Linked DNA regions of Zea mays: region 2 is linked to region 1. Evidence: chromatin contacts called from public Hi-C data. All regions are on one chromosome and are shown on one strand. Each heading gives the region's core, a stretch centred on a gene start, on an enhancer-like site or on the middle of the called end of the contact. The rest is flanking DNA. Distances are from core to core; before and after follow the strand shown.

What was found. A called contact is a pair of places that touch in the nucleus more often than the background predicts.
Region 2: a Hi-C map of ear shows a contact between it and region 1, with 3 times the contacts expected there. The contact joins two enhancer-like sites. A contact is called at or near these places in 2 of 25 Hi-C or Micro-C datasets (ear and tassel).

The regions. Positions count from the first base shown.
Region 1 is chr6:19,588,002-19,595,849 of Zm-B73-REFERENCE-NAM-5.0, forward strand. It overlaps the pseudogene LOC103630883. Among protein-coding and RNA genes, the nearest start is that of LOC100281021, 21 kb to the right of the region's middle. Within about 2 kb of position 5,145, at least 15 of the 20 cell types and tissues checked have an H3K27ac peak or open chromatin away from gene starts, as enhancers often do. A contact at or near this core is called in ear and tassel, where this site is marked.
Region 2 is chr6:19,758,795-19,766,642 of Zm-B73-REFERENCE-NAM-5.0, forward strand. It overlaps LOC109939223, which reads left to right. Exons shown (of 3, transcript XM_020539796.1): 2 at 7,046-7,470; 3 at 7,572-7,848. The coding sequence ends at 7,650. Among protein-coding and RNA genes, the nearest start is that of LOC109939223, 16 kb to the left of the region's middle. Within about 2 kb of position 3,142, at least 17 of the 20 cell types and tissues checked have an H3K27ac peak or open chromatin away from gene starts, as enhancers often do. A contact at or near this core is called in ear and tassel, where this site is marked.

The sequences.
Region 1 (7,848 bases), core at 3,895-6,394:
GTCCATTATTGATATGGATTTATCTAGCTCCTCTCAGGCACTGAATTATTTGTTAAGACAATTTTATGCCAATTTCACTTCTCACCAGCACATTTTTTTCCTTGTGTGAGATTCCAGTAATAGTGGTGGTATGGTAGATGTCCAAAAGCTCCTCATTTTTATTCTCTGTCCATGTGCAAGAAATGGAGACTAGGTGCCAGCTAATCATAACAGGTTGGTGTTCCATGTATGTTAGTGCGACAAGGTTGAGGCCACATTTGTTAGTAGAAGATCCAATGCATTTGAAGATGGTGAAAAGGGCCACATACAATAGTGCCAAATTGGGGAATGGACGGTGGGCAACCAAAGTTCGAGTATGAGACTGAAGCTTGAACTAAACCTTTTCTCCATCTAGGAAGTGAAAATCTCAGACATGTCCAAAATAGCACATAGTTTCATCTTGTTTTGTGCTCTTAACAACAAATCTGGAAATTGTTTTCGCTCCTGTAGCATTTCAGAAGTCACTTATGTGTGCCTTCAGACAAAACAGGAACATACCCTTGTGGCAGTTCAAAACCAAATAATACACTGAAAGTGAACACCCAGGGGCCATGTGAAATAAAGTGTTGTGTGCAAAAACTATGTAGGCACAAGGAATAAATGATTGATACTCTCAGTCTGGTTATTAGGCTATTGGTTTGGGAACCATAAGCAGCACTGAGTTGCAGTTTAGTGCCAATGAGGTTGAACAATAGAGTCTACAAAGAATTGGTAAAGATCTTGTCTCTGTCAGACAGGATTGTTTTACAACATTATTCAAAAAGGGTTCAACTACTTGAGGGGAGCAGAAAATGAATGTTTCAGTGGAAGAAAGTATATATATTTATAAACCCTTGCATCCCATCTCCGATTAGATGAGTTCTGGGATTTAGTGCGAGCAAATACAAAAAAAAAGAGAATTTGGGACGCTTTGAAGAATAGCAGAAGGGAAATAAGTGAGAAGACTTGGGGAGAAAGAGGATTTCGTTTTCCTTGGATAGTAACCCTGTAACACATGATATACAAATAAGATGTTCATTCAACAAGTTATAAATTTACAAAAAATTATAGTTCAGGCACATGTACCTTGAACACCTTGAAATTCAAAACACCTATAATTTGGATTTTGCCATCTTAGAAATATATACTTCTCAGTTTTTGTCATTTCATTATGCATGGCATGTGTCTGAACTAAGTGAAGACAGAAGAACAACAAAGAGAGAATCCAATCTAAATCTGATATCCTTCAACAACTCTATTGACAGGCACGGAATCACGGAGAACATCATTAACTGCTGATGGATAAAGAACAAATTCATTTTCCAGTTATGCATACAATAACAAAATGATGGGAAGAAACATATTGATTAATCTAGCTCCTGTCAGGCACTGAACTATTTGTTAAGACAGTTTTATGCCAATTTCACTTCTTCTCACCAGCACTTACCAATGCATGTAGCTATGTTATGCTAACTTTGAATTGAAATGTAGCATTGCAGTGTTCTCACCCTTGATGTACATTGTTTTGATTAATTGCAGTGTTCTCACCCTTTATGTAGTGATGTGTGATTCCTAGCACATTGCAGGTGCCCTCCACTAACGTGCCTTGCTGATATATTGTAGGTTCTGTGAATTGAAGCGTAGTTTTAGACATTGGTCCAACCTATCTAACTTCTTGTGAATTGAAGTGTGAGGTGCATCGAGCTGACGAGGGAGATAGCTATGCAGGCGCCCCTGTCGTGCCACATAAGCAGCTGTTGCACCCACCGACCAATCATCTTGTGTGAATTTTGCAGTCTACGGTGGAGTTATAGTTTTGTTCTCCCTTTGTTTCTATGCAAAATAATCAAGTGGCGAGAAGACAAATATCGAATCAACGATGAGTTATTTATGTACAACCGTAGGGGCTAAATTGACGTGAATGAAAACTATCGTATTGTAATCTGAATGTGGCAGGTCAACCATTGATCACCTTTGGCCTTGCTGGTCAGTGTTTTCTGTCTTCGGCTTGACTAGCCTTTCTCACTAATATTTAGTGCACATTGCAACCACACACCACTTGCGATGTTTTGTTTTAAGGTTTTACAAAGGTAGTTTTTAGTTCTCGGTTTAGTATTTGTTGCACTAGCTAAGTACATTTAGCAAATATATCACTCTTGGGACTCTAAAAATAGACCATTCTTGGCTTTCTGAGTTCACAGTTCGATGCAAGTATGAACTAGGAGAACTATATCAGATTTTATTTTTGATTGCTCTTGCTCCCTTTTCTTGTTGCTGTAGGTTTTGGGTGGATTTGTAGGTTGGTCATGTGAATTGCATCAAGCAGGGACGATATTGAAGTTGTGGCTGTGGATGACCCTTTTGTTGATGCTAAGTACATGGTAAGGAAGTTAATTCAATTTGGTTGGTTAAAATATTTGAAATTTCAGATTCTGGACGTTTCATTTAATAGCAATGACATGAAATACATACTAGGTTTGCGCCTATAAAGGTTTTTTCTATCAGCAATATTAACTAACTATCACTGGCATCGCATGATGTCAGTTTATTTTTCCAAAACAGTGAAACAGATACCGGGTTTGTGCTTGCTTTATTACCTACATACATGCAATAAATATAATTACCAATATATTATTTTATGGTTCACATTCTATATTGTATAGGATGGAAATTACAGAAGAAATATAAATTGAATAACAAAAGGTTACATGAGGTGGCCAAGTAAACATCATTGGTTATTTACCTGGGAGGAGTTCCTTATGACGAGTCAAGTTTTCATGGTTGAGTGTGGCTGGTTTTTGAATCTCACAGGTGAAATATGTAGTCGAAGTAGTAAGTATGTTCAACATAAAGAATTAAAATCCATTAATCTGTATTTGTATTGATTAGCATGTGATTCCTCCACGAATGGGTTTTAGCAATGGTGTAGTTCATGAAGACATTCATGGGAATGGTGACATCAAAAGATGATATCGTTGGGTTTGAGGGTGCCTCGCCCAAGTAAATGCCCCTAATTTGGGCTGAGGTTGGTGCTTGATCCTTCCTTTGCAGACCTACAATAGCAAATGCCCGTGCAAGGCTGAATTTTTTTGTCAACTTAGTTTTAGATAAATATATGGTTGTATTTGTTTTCAGTTTTCATCTCATCTAGGCAAGATAAAAACATGGATCTTAGGAGTGCATAGTTATTGGTGCATGGGTGCAAGGTTGTATTTGTTTTCAGTTTTCATCTGATATAGGCAGGATAAACATGGGACTTAGGAGCGCATATTCATTTGTGCGTGAGTACAAACTGCAAGAGCATGTCACAACATTTTTATCTTAATGTAGTAAAAATCATATAGAACTCATCCACTGAATTTTACATATTTCCATTACTTTTCTCTTTGGTTTCATTTGCCTTCAATCTATGTCAACTTGACTTCTGATGAAAGGAAGAATGACTATGCTATAGTATAAGCTTTCCATCTCAGCTTGGAAGGATAATACAATTAAAAAACTGAAAATATGGGTTCGAATAGTCGCTTACTCAATGGTGACACTCGCAGCAAAACAGGTGGTTTGAGTGTGGCACTGGCTGGAAGTGATGGACGCATATAGTTGGTAGTGCATATCTTTGCCTTGTTATATTGTAGTTAGTAGTGTGTATTTGTATGGTTTCATTGTCAGGATTCTATGCAACATTCCTTCTGGTGTCCATCTGTTTTAGCATAGTGCAAGAGTCCTCTCATCCATGGATTGGTATTGTTCCCCACATCATCGTATGCCATTTGTTCATTGTTGCATTGCAATTCTTTTTTGGGGTTCACACAAAGCATATTCGTTCATTTTCATATAATCGTTGTGCACCAATATTTTATCAAACATTTTGCGTGCCGTTGCAACGCACGGGCACCTAACTAGTAGCCTATGATTTGACAATGTGTGCTACAGTAAACATGTGCTAAATAATGGATTAATTAGACTTAATAGATTTGTCTCGCAAAGTACTCTAGCTCCGGCGATGTAATTAGTTTTATAATTACTCTATATCTAATACTCCTAGATAGTATCAAACATTCTACGTAACACGGACTACGAAGTAGTAGTCCGCAAACACTCCAGGGTAGAATATATCAGTAAGAGTTGACGAGTTTCAATAACGAAACGTACGTTTCTGTCTTCCAAAACAAGGCGATCGGTGGGAGAGGTATGTCCATGCATGGTCCCAGACATTAACTCGTCTACTACGTATACCTTTTTTATATGAGGTCATAAAAAAAACTCACCACGTACGCTACATGCATGGTGCTATCATATATATGTTCTGTTTTTCTTTTACTGAGATTACGTAATAATTAAAACACATGCATGGGACACACCTGGATCCGCATGAGGAGGTCACCAGAATGCTTGCGTTCGAAGCGGTGCTCGGCGAAGTCCCGTCGTTTCTATTTCTATTCTATTCTATTCTATTTTCTATATATTAAAGCAGGCCCCGACGATGCAAATCTAGCTACGCCACGTCGGTCATTTTTCACAGTCCGTTTGATTGCATACCTGTGCCATATCCTACCGTCCACGTGTCCCTTCTTATTCAACCAGCCTTCTCCGACGCAGACTCCTCATCTTCCCTTTTTTAATCGTACACACACGCGATTTCTCTGGAAAGTCTCCGAGCTGCACACGCCAAAACAAAAGGTGGTCGGAGGTAGGGCTGGGCAGTCGGTTAATCCAAATTTTTCGGTTCGGTTTTTTTTAAAGTTCGGTTTCTAGAAAATGACAATCGAAATTCCGTTTAGAAAAAGAAAAACTGATTATTCGGTTAACCTATAACTTCGGTTCGGTTTTTGGTTTAACCGAAAAAACCGATTTGCCCGATTCAGCGCTCAGCGGCACACATGGTCGTGAAGCCACTCCAGGCTCCGGCTCCCCTGCTCGAACCGGCACCTCCATCAATTAATTAGCAGCAGGAGGAGGAGCGCAGAGAGTGAGAGAGCGCGACGGCCGGGCCGATGCGATGCACGCAGGCGAGGGTAGAAAGTGAAACTGGAACTGAAAAGAAAGCAAGTGCGTGCATGGGCTCAAGTGAAGATGTGTTTTTTTAACAGGGACACATGACACCATGACTCAACACCGGAAACTTTGCGTGAGCCCATGAGCCTATGGTGCAACAGCCAACAGCTTTGGCGTGAGCCCATGAGCTATTGGGTTCTGAGCAGCAGCCAGCAGATTGTCGCGAGCCCATGAGCCGACAGCTTTTGTTGTATGGTGTAGCAGCTATTAGGTTTAAAGTTCGGTTTTTTCGGTTTAAACCGAAGACCGAATTAAATTTCGGTTTCTGAAGAATGGTAACCGAAGAATATTACGGTTTGATCGGTTCCGGTTTTTTTTGTTTCGGTTCCGATTTTTCCAGTTTCGGAGTTTTAATAAACACAGAGACCACGGGGGGTCCTCCTGAGATGACATTTGCCTTATCACTCTCTCTAAGGGCCACTGCCCTGTCTCACCAATCATACAATATGAAATCTAATCGCCGGGAGCTTTAACTATGTGGGCTCATAACCGCGAGCCTCGGCTATTCGAATAGATTTACTCTGCGCAGAGGCGTACACTGTACCCATACGTTCGGCCAGCCCATACCTCTGCATCAGGCGGTACTGGCCTACGAGAACCATACCCATGCACCAACATCTATTCTTAGACTACATTATCATCTAATCCTAGACAACATTCCCTAGTTTCATCCACGTCTACACTGGGGCCTAAGTAGGGGTCATTATTCACCATCCGCTACGCGGATCCATTTTCCCGGGAACGATGCATCAATAAAATATAATTTTAAAAAATATCTATATTCTCTCAGAGGTTGAAAACTTGTGCTTGAATTTTACTAAGTAACTAGGTGATTCCCCGCGCGTTGCTGCGAGATTTGAGAGAGCTTTTCGGTAGACTTTCATGTGTTGCACTGGAGCTTTTATGCTAATAATGTTAAGCCACTACGGTGACTGTTTGCATCTGCATATATTGGTGGAGATGAAAAGAAGATCAAGTGGACAGCTGATATTAATCGTTGGTTTGGTGGAAGATGATGTATGCTGATGTGGCGCATTGAATGCAGATGATGTGGCATGCTGAGCGTTTTGAGAGAAATCTGTTAGGGTTCAGTGGCAGACAAGTGAACAGAGGGAATGACAGTTGTCAACTTTATTGCAGATAGGATCTCTTATATACAATGGATGCAGTGTCTCCCAAGGGGTGTGTCCTTTGGGAGAAAACTGTCAGATAGGGGTTGATCACTTTGTACACAATATTTTGTAACACTCCCCCTTGATCAATCCAAGTCCATTTGATCATCTGCAATTTGTCTTTCATTATACCATCTCCTCAAAAACCCTGTGGGAAAAATAAGGAGTACACAATGTCTTTTGGATTATGAGTAAAACTCATATTGAACTCCAAAAGAAAATATGCTTGTAATCATCATGCATAAAAACCCCCGTGGGGAAAATTAATGATGAAGCATATAGCTTAGTTGATATTACCTCGTTAAAAACTTTGGATGAGAAAACCTCAATAAGGCAAAACTCATACAAAGAAAAGAGTGTAATATGATGGACAAAACAGGTCAAATATCACGGAGAATTTCTCCCCCTGATTCTTTGTCACACCCGGCTTTAAGGAACAAAGCCAGGTGCATCTCATACATGCGCCAAGAAGACAACATATATAATAACAGAGTGCATAGAGATAAATGTCACAATAATCAGAGTAATTTTTACATAGCGGAAGTCTTATTACAAAATAACAGATAAAGATAAAACGAACTAAGGATCGTCGGCGCCAATGTCAACTGAGAAACGCCACCTAGATTAGATCATACTCCTCGCCTTGTGGCTCCTCCTGAACCACCTGCTCTTCTCCTGTGGGGGGGTGTGAGACAGCAAGAGTGAGCTCACACATGATCATCGCTCAACAAGTTGTGGGGAATAATGTGACATGAACTCACCAAAGGTGGGAGTTCATGAAGTGTAAGGCTAATCAATGATAGGGGTTAAAGCTGAGCGTTGCTTTTAAGTAGTTGGTCAAAATTTTATTAGCAATTACTAAGTGTAAGTAAATACCAAACCATAAGTAAAGTAATAGAACAAAATTAATAATAAACCCATGCAATGCATATGACAAATTGAATTTAAGTTCCATAAATTAAACATCAGAGAGTCCTGAGCTGCTCATGACCGTGAGCTCGGCTAGTATACCAGATTTACACTCTGCAGAGGTTGTACCCTTTACCCACAAGTCATGTTACCCATCTGCCAAGGGGTCATGAATCCCATACACCTCTACCTAGGAAGCGCGGCAGGGCAACACTACGAGGCCTTTACAAAGTTCCACTAGCTTCCGAAAACCCGCTACAGTTTATAGGAAGATCCAGTACAGGGTTCCTGGCTGACCGCCATCGCAGCAAAATCAACCAGGGACCTCCCTGCACTGACCTCTCCCCTACTGCCCTTGCCCCTTTCGGGTAAGGTAGTCTTCCACTAGCTTTCCTAATTAATCAGCCAAGGGCGTCCATAAACCCTTGTGGTGGCACGTGTTTCTCAAGTTAAGCTCTATGTTCCAATTAACATTAATGATATCAACATGAATATAAACAGAATAACAACAAGAATTGGAACATAGAGGTAATAAATGATTATCCCAAAACCATATAAAGCAATAGCAAACTACCCAAGTGATTCAGGGGTAAACAAGGTAATGAGATAAACAATCTAGGGTGACCTATTGGGTCCCATCAAAATTAACCTATGCATGAGTATGTGATATTAAAGAACATTATTGGGTAAAAAG
Region 2 (7,848 bases), core at 1,892-4,391, 170 kb after region 1:
GTGAAGAGTTTGAAGGCAATCCTCCCTGGTGCACCGGACACTGTCCGGTGGTGCACCGGACACTGTCCGGTGTCACACCGGACAGTCCGGTGCGCCATACCAGGGAGCACTTCGGTTTCTCTTTGCTCCTTTCTTTTGAACCATGTCTTGTTCTTTTTATTGGTTTTGAGTTGAATCTTTGGCACCTGTAGAACATGTAATCTAGAGCAAACTAATTAGTCCAATTGTTTGTGTTGGACATTCAACCACCAAAATCATTTAGGAAAAGGTTTTAAAGCATATTTCCCTTTCAATTAGAAGTGAGGTAAGATGAGCAGGATGTTGGTAGGTAGCAAGACCTAGGTGAGAAGTAAGAATCAGATAAATGGAGCATGCTAAAACGTTCCAGTTCTAACTAGGCTTGCGTCCTACAGTCAACATTGTTCTGATACCACTTTGTCGCACCCGGATTTAAGGACAAATCCAGATGCACATCATATGTGAGCCCAGGATATCAAATCTCACATATAGTCACAAATATGATAATATCAAAAGACGCTTTATAATAACATACGTAATATAATCAGAGTATAACCTTATATAGCAATCAGCGGATAGACAACTTCGTTCCTCAGGTGTAGACACCAACTCCACAGGGACAATTGAATGGTTGATCACAAGCCTTGACTATCGTAGTTGAAATAGCAAGAGTGAGCACGTACATACTCAACAAATATAACATGGGGCTATGAGGCTCAAAAGGATAGACACTGGTTTACTGCATCAGCTTTTAATAGTAAGTCAAACTTTTTAGCAATTAAATATAATAACAACAAGTTATGCTTAACCCCATTAACCCATATAGTTATTATTATAAGTTCTCATCACAATCCATCATCACCCAGTAACCACCATACTCTTGAATCCATGTCTCATTCATCATAGCCTCTGTTCATATCTCTATTCTGCAAGACGTCCAAGGCCGCTCGTGACCTTAAGCAAGGCTAGTATACTAGTTTTAAAACACTCTGTAGAGGTTGCGCATATTTACCCGTGGGCCGTGATTTACCCTTTCTCCCGAGGTAACTACCTCCCACTACAAGAGATAACTAGCCTCTTAACCCACTCTGAGATAGGCTGGAAGGGTTCACTAAGAAGTCTTTCAAAAGGCTTCCAAACATATTAACAGTCAATCCAGATTCAGTGGCAAGGGATATTAAATGCTATCTAAATGGCACATACCGCAGTTGTACACACAGAGATCTAGGGTTAATACCGGCTCGGCAAAGAGCTCCGGATTAAAAGCCAATATGAAAGAAACTATCTTCATACTTAACTAATACCAGAGCCATATAGCCCCCACGGTAGCACTGTCAATCCTGGATTTCACTTACAGATAAGTCCTTAAGTAGAGGAATGCTAGAACAAAAGTCTAGCCCCCTTGAATCCAAATTGTTAAACATCATCTTGGGATCATCATTTCATGTTGCCATCATTCAATGTAACTAGTATTTCATATTCAAATCATATTACTTTAATTCAAGCACTAGTAATAACTACCCATATGCAATTTAACCCAATAGGTATCAAGGCACAAGATAAACAATATCTAAGATGTCCTTAAGGTAACAAATTAGAAACATGCAATATGAATCATGATGATTAAAAGTGAATAGGTAACAAGGATAGTCCCATGTTTTACTTGCCTTTGACTTGAGATCCTTCTTCTGTAGATGACAATCTTCAAATACTCAATTCTTGATCACCACGTAATTCTCACCGATTGGACACGATCATAGAATACCACACAAGCATACCAGACAAGCACATGCATAGCATACACATATACATCTATATTAGAACAGTATACCAATCAATGAAAACACAAGATGAAAATATTGTAAAACTAACCTATGCATCGCTACGATCACGTGGATAGGTCGTTCACTCAAAACGGAGCTACGGTTGAAAATGTATGATTTTCCTAAGATTTTCCTTTATAAGATAAATCAAAGGAACACTATAAACTTTATCATATAAACTATTTTAGAGAATATTCAGATTAGATTAATGAGATTTAAACTTGAACAAGTGAAAACTAATTAAGATTTTATTTACAACAAATCATAGATCAAATTCTAGTATTAACTTTAAGATGACATTCATTTGCATATATTAATCATTTAATATCTAACTTACAAACTTTAGGAACATGTGACAAGGGCTAAATAAAAGCATTTACATCTTAAAGTGGAACTAAACATGTTATAATAAAAAAAGACATGAATATTAATATTAATCTTAATGATTATCTAGGTTAATTTTAATTATAAACCCTATTTCATAAAGCATTAATCAAACTACTATTAACCAATAAATTTATAAAGGAGTAGCATGATAAACATTAACATTAACACCTAGAGCACGATGACACGAATCCAATGCTAGTCGAATCACCCATAACGGACTTAAAATGAATAAACTATGAATTAAACAAGATTTCCTATTCAAAAGTAATTAGAGTTTAAACCTAATTATGAATTTCAAATTAAGCGGTGGTGAACTCACCGGAAAAATTCCGATCTCCTGCTGCCGCTCACTAATCACTGCCGGATCTAGACTAGGAGCGAGAGGAAGGCTAGGGCTCTTTACCTGACTAGATAAGCACGACGCGGAAGACTTGTTGAGACCTGAAGACAGCATACAGCGAAAATCTGGCACTGTAAACTGGAAGAGGACCAACCAGTGCCCAAAATTTCCGATTACCCGCGGGAAAAACTCCATGAGATTCTTGTGCAACTCGCGAACCGGCTCACAAGAGTAGCAACGCTCTGATCTCGGCGAGATTCGGTGGCGGGTGAAACTCACGGTAGCTCGCGGATTCAATGAACAAAGCACGGAAACAAGAGCTAGCACTAGATACGAGTTGCGTAAGGTGATGCGGGGGGGCCTGGTCCTCATTTTATAGTCTGTCCTGACGTGGGAAGCACGCGGGGAAAGGAGTCCAACGGATGAACGCCATCGGACAGTGATCGATCTGAACTCTAGCACGAGGAAGAGGAAGAAGTTGATAGCGCGGGCCCGGTTGTCAGTGGAAGCAAGGCACGGCCCACCTGTCGGTGGTCGAGACAGAAGAGGGAGTGCGCGCTTTCAGCGGAAATGGGCCACGCGATACTGGGCCTCAAGCTGCTGGGCTACGGCCGCGGACAGCTGGAGTTGACCACGCTCTTCACTGGGCTTTGCGCGGAGAGAAAAGAAGAGATGGGCCGCGTTTCGGTTTGGAGCTGGGCTGTAGCAACAACTTTGGAAGACTGCGTGTAAAGAGGATGGGGAAGCAGGTTGTGGCTTTGGGCTTCCAGGTAAGCTTAAGTTTTCCTTTCATTTTTATTGTGTTTTCAAATCCATTTCTCAAATTCAAATTCAAATCTAATTTGAATTCAAATTTCCTCGCAACAAATCAATCCAAAAATAATGTTCCAGCATTAATGCATCAAACAATATTTTTATAAAATATTTTTATTACCAAAAATATTATTTATCCCATAGAGAAAATAATAACTAATTCCTATTAAATCCAAATAAATTCATATTTGGTTTATTAAATTCTAGAAAATTAGGTTTTCAAAATTAGGCAAATTTTAGGGTGTTACAACAAATACCTAAACTTAGAAATAGGACTTTAAACTAACAATTTCCTCAAGTTTTGGTGTCTGACCTTTAGCGGGATGATATTTATGGAGATGCACATAAAGGGCCAAGAATGTGCAAAGGAACAAAGCATAAATACCATTTTACGCAAGCCCAAAGGAGAGGGGCCCAATCACTAGAAGATTCAAGGCCCAAACAAGTAGAGAACAAGTCCATAACCAAAGCAAATCACCGTCAACTTCGCGCCAACCACCCATGGGTCAGGTCACAAAACTCACAGGAGATCACCCATCGAAGATGGGCAGGTTTGGGCTCAACCAAGGTGTGGTCGCACCCCTGTTGCGCCCCCCAGCTAGCCCAAACGACCCCATCTCACATGGGTTGCCTCTTATTGACTTTACAAAGGTGGTTGCTAAGGTTTTGTCCAGGTTCACTGCACCTAGAGGTCGGTTGGCTCACTTAATGAGGGAGAAGGAATATTCAAAGGGATAAACTACCTCATCTCCACCTATAGAAGGAGGCTCCCTCTCCTCTCAAAACAACAACACACAGAGGAGAAGAAGAACTACCTCATTTGTAGAAATAAGAACACCACTCCATGGGCCTAGGCACTAGCTAGCTATCTAGAGTTGATAGGGAGAGATGTGAGGGGAAGATCATGGAAGTTCTGGACTTGTCGATAGCCTTTCCCCTTGTACCTCTACGAACACAAGCTTTTGTACCTTGGCAAAATCTTTCGCTAAGTGTTCGTGGTTTTTTCTATAAAAGTCTTTCCGTTAGTTGAGCTTTAGTCTTATTCACTTGCGGGTTCATCGTCTGTTCATGTAACGGATACTCCAGTAGAGGGCCCTGATAGAGATGGATAACCCTGATCAACGCTAGAGTAGTAATCGATAGCGTAGATGTGGTGTCTAGGCTAGAGGCTACCTTCGTCTGCCTCGTTCCCCACGGTTGAGGGGTGGGCGGCAGGTGGTGATGGCCCTGTCCATCCCTTGTAAACCCCCACGTTCGGGTTCAGCGTAGAGCTATAGGCCGGTAACGCTTGGTAGACCAGGTGTACGCCAATGTCCGAAGTAAGCAAGTAGTAGTAGAGTTTATCTATCCATGGACCCTAAAGCCTTAGAAATCCTTCTCTACCCTTGCCAACTCTGTCCTTGTGTTGTCCTTGGACGAACTAGCTAGAAAAGTACCTCCGTTCCCTCCGGAAAATACGATACCCTGAATACTTCCGGGTGAAGTGCTACAATGGTAATTCCATGTGCTTGCGGATTCTTTCTGCATACATTAAGAAATACCAACAAGCATTTCTAGCACCATTGCCGAGGAACGGTTGTTGTATCATCTTTGAACCTAGTTCGTCCTAATATCTTTCATCCTTCTTTTCATATAAAGAAAATAGTTTTTCCTTTTATCTTTTTCATCATGAAGCCATTACTACTACCAAACCTTTCCACTTCGAAGAGTGAGTTCTTTGAGCCACCACCTTCAAAACCAATCCGTTCGTCTTGCTATGAACTCCACCCTAGCTTGATAGCCATGGTTCAGGCACAACCCTTCTCCGGGCATGATAACGATGACCCATACAATCACTTGTGAGAGCTCGAGGAAATGTGTTCATGCCTAAGCATCTCTGGCATGACACAAGAAACTCTAAGTGGAAATTGTTTCCTTTCTCTCTCACAAAGAAGGCGAAGCAATGGTACACGAAAGTTGAAGAAAGTGCAAATGGAGATTGGGTGCACTTAAAGACAAGTTTTATCTTGCATTCTTCCCTATATCTCGTATCGTCTCTCTGCCAAGGGCAGCCCTCGGCTTTGAGCAACACAAGAAGGAGTCTACAGGTGTAGCCTAGGCCAAGTTTTTAGTTTTAATACACTCCGGCCCAGACTTATCTTTACCTGATAGCGTGTTATTGCAACTCTTTTGTTTGGGTCTCAACATAGAAGTTGCCCAATACCTCAACATGGCCATCGGACGGTCATTTACACACAAACCTATGACAGAACAAAAGAAAATCCTTGATCACATTCTAGAAAAGCAAACTTCTTCCGTCGTAGAAACCAAACCCCTCCAAGAAAAGGCCATGTCAAGATGTGAGGAGCCCTCACTAGCCGAATCCAAACCCATACCATTCCTAGATTCGATTGATGAGCCCTCAACTAAATTTCAAACACCGGAGGAACGAGTAATTCATCCTTCGGATTTTCTGATCTAATTCAAGGACTACGACAACACGTCAAATCACTCTTGGCACGAAAAGCACACAACACTTCCTTCTAAGGAAGCTTTCCCCAAGGTAGAACCATCAAAGGAATGGTTAATGGAAGTGAAACGTTCTTCAAAGCAATTCAGATTCTTTCACCTTCTACAACCATGCCTTGTTCATTAAGGGAAGCTACCATAGAAGCCCATCGCAACCCCCACAGTCAGGACTAGTATCTAGTGGGTTTGAAGTATAATCACTGTAGAGACGGCTGGTGAGTGAGCCACACTAGTGGAAAAAGACAGATGTTGCTACAAATCATTTCAAACACTTAATCCATACTTACTTTGTATGTAGTGGTAGTGCGCATGCATGCTATGCTAGACGACTTTCACAATAATCTGGTTTCTGGAAGGGAAATACATGTGGTTGGTGGGTTGACTGACTTTGTCGTGTTGTTTGTGCTCAACACGCAGCAGACTGGGCCAGTCAAGCAACTGGAGTATTGTCCTCTCTGACGACGTGCTCAAGACGCGGAGAGGTTTATATTATATATATATATATATATATATATATATATATATATATATATATATATATATATATATATATATATATATATATATATATATATATATATATATATATATATATATATATATATATATATATCTGTGGTGTGCTCTCGAGGTTTATTATGTCAGTTATCAAAATAATTCAATGCTTTACTTGATGACTTCAGTTCTCCTTGTACCTCCCACTCAGAACTCTGAGCTTCTGAACATGGAACTTGACTAATAAAGTAATAATACTGCTGATGACTTGAGACTTGGCAATGGTCTCTTTCTTGTCGTCTATCTGAGGCTCAAGGCCTAAACTTCAAAGGTGGGATTGTGGGAAGCACAAATCTAATCTATCGAATGTCCTAGTGGAACGCCATCTTGACTTGAATGATGACTTCAGTTCTCCTTCGTTGCTATATATCCCTTGAACCTATACATACGCGTATCTCTCACTCAGAACTTTGAACCTCTTCATGCTGCAAACCCTTCGCCCAGGATCGCAATCCCACACTACAAAGTGATCCATCTCTGGGCCTTGCCGACAACAAAAGCAACTACAGCGTGAGAATACTTGGCTAATTTTCTTTAGTTACGCATGTATCCTCTGTTTTGGCTCCAAGTTCATCATATATACGTATTCGTTTGTTTTCAGGCTTTTTTCTGCGGATTGTTGATGGCGGCGATGGTGTGCTCTGCTGTCGTTAGCGAAACAGTGAGTAAGATCGTCTCAAGCCTCCTCGCTAAGGATGATGGCAAGTCCAGTGCAGCAGAAAACATAGAAAGGCTGGAGATGGCACACATCAAGATGGAGTCCGCGCTGCACATGGCTGAAAAATGGCAGGTCACTGATGTGCCGCTGCTAAGGTGGCGGAGCAAGCTGAAGCGCGCCGCAGAGGAGTGTGACGGCGCTCTGCGGAGGTGCAAGCAGCGCGCCCTGGAAGAGGAAGAGATCCGGCAGTCCTCGTTTCCCAAACGGATTGCTCATGCTACCAAGTCATTTATCTCGTCTTTCCCCGCCGCCGGCGCTAGCAGAGATGAGACAAGCTCAGGCAGTAGCGATGTCCGGAGATTCGAGAGGTTTGCAGACAGTTCACATGAATTCCTCAAGTTCGTCGAGGTCGGTGGAACCCCCTGGAAGTACACGTTCTTCAACCCTCTCATCGGCCATCTTCTTGCAGGGAAATCTATGAAGTACCACGCAGTTCACATGAATTCCTCAAGGGGTTTATATCTTGGCTTCATGCTGCGGCTCTCTGAAAGCACTGACATACTCGGCGTCATCATCAGGTGCTTGCAGTCAGTCACGCCGCGGTTGAAGCCTACCGCAGAATGTGTCAAGAGAGAGCTCATTCAGCTGCCTACGCAAGATTTCTCCTGGTTGCCGTATGGTCTCCATACCAAAAATGAGTACTGGAACAACGTCCACTGCAGTTTGACTCAGTGGTATCGTCCAAA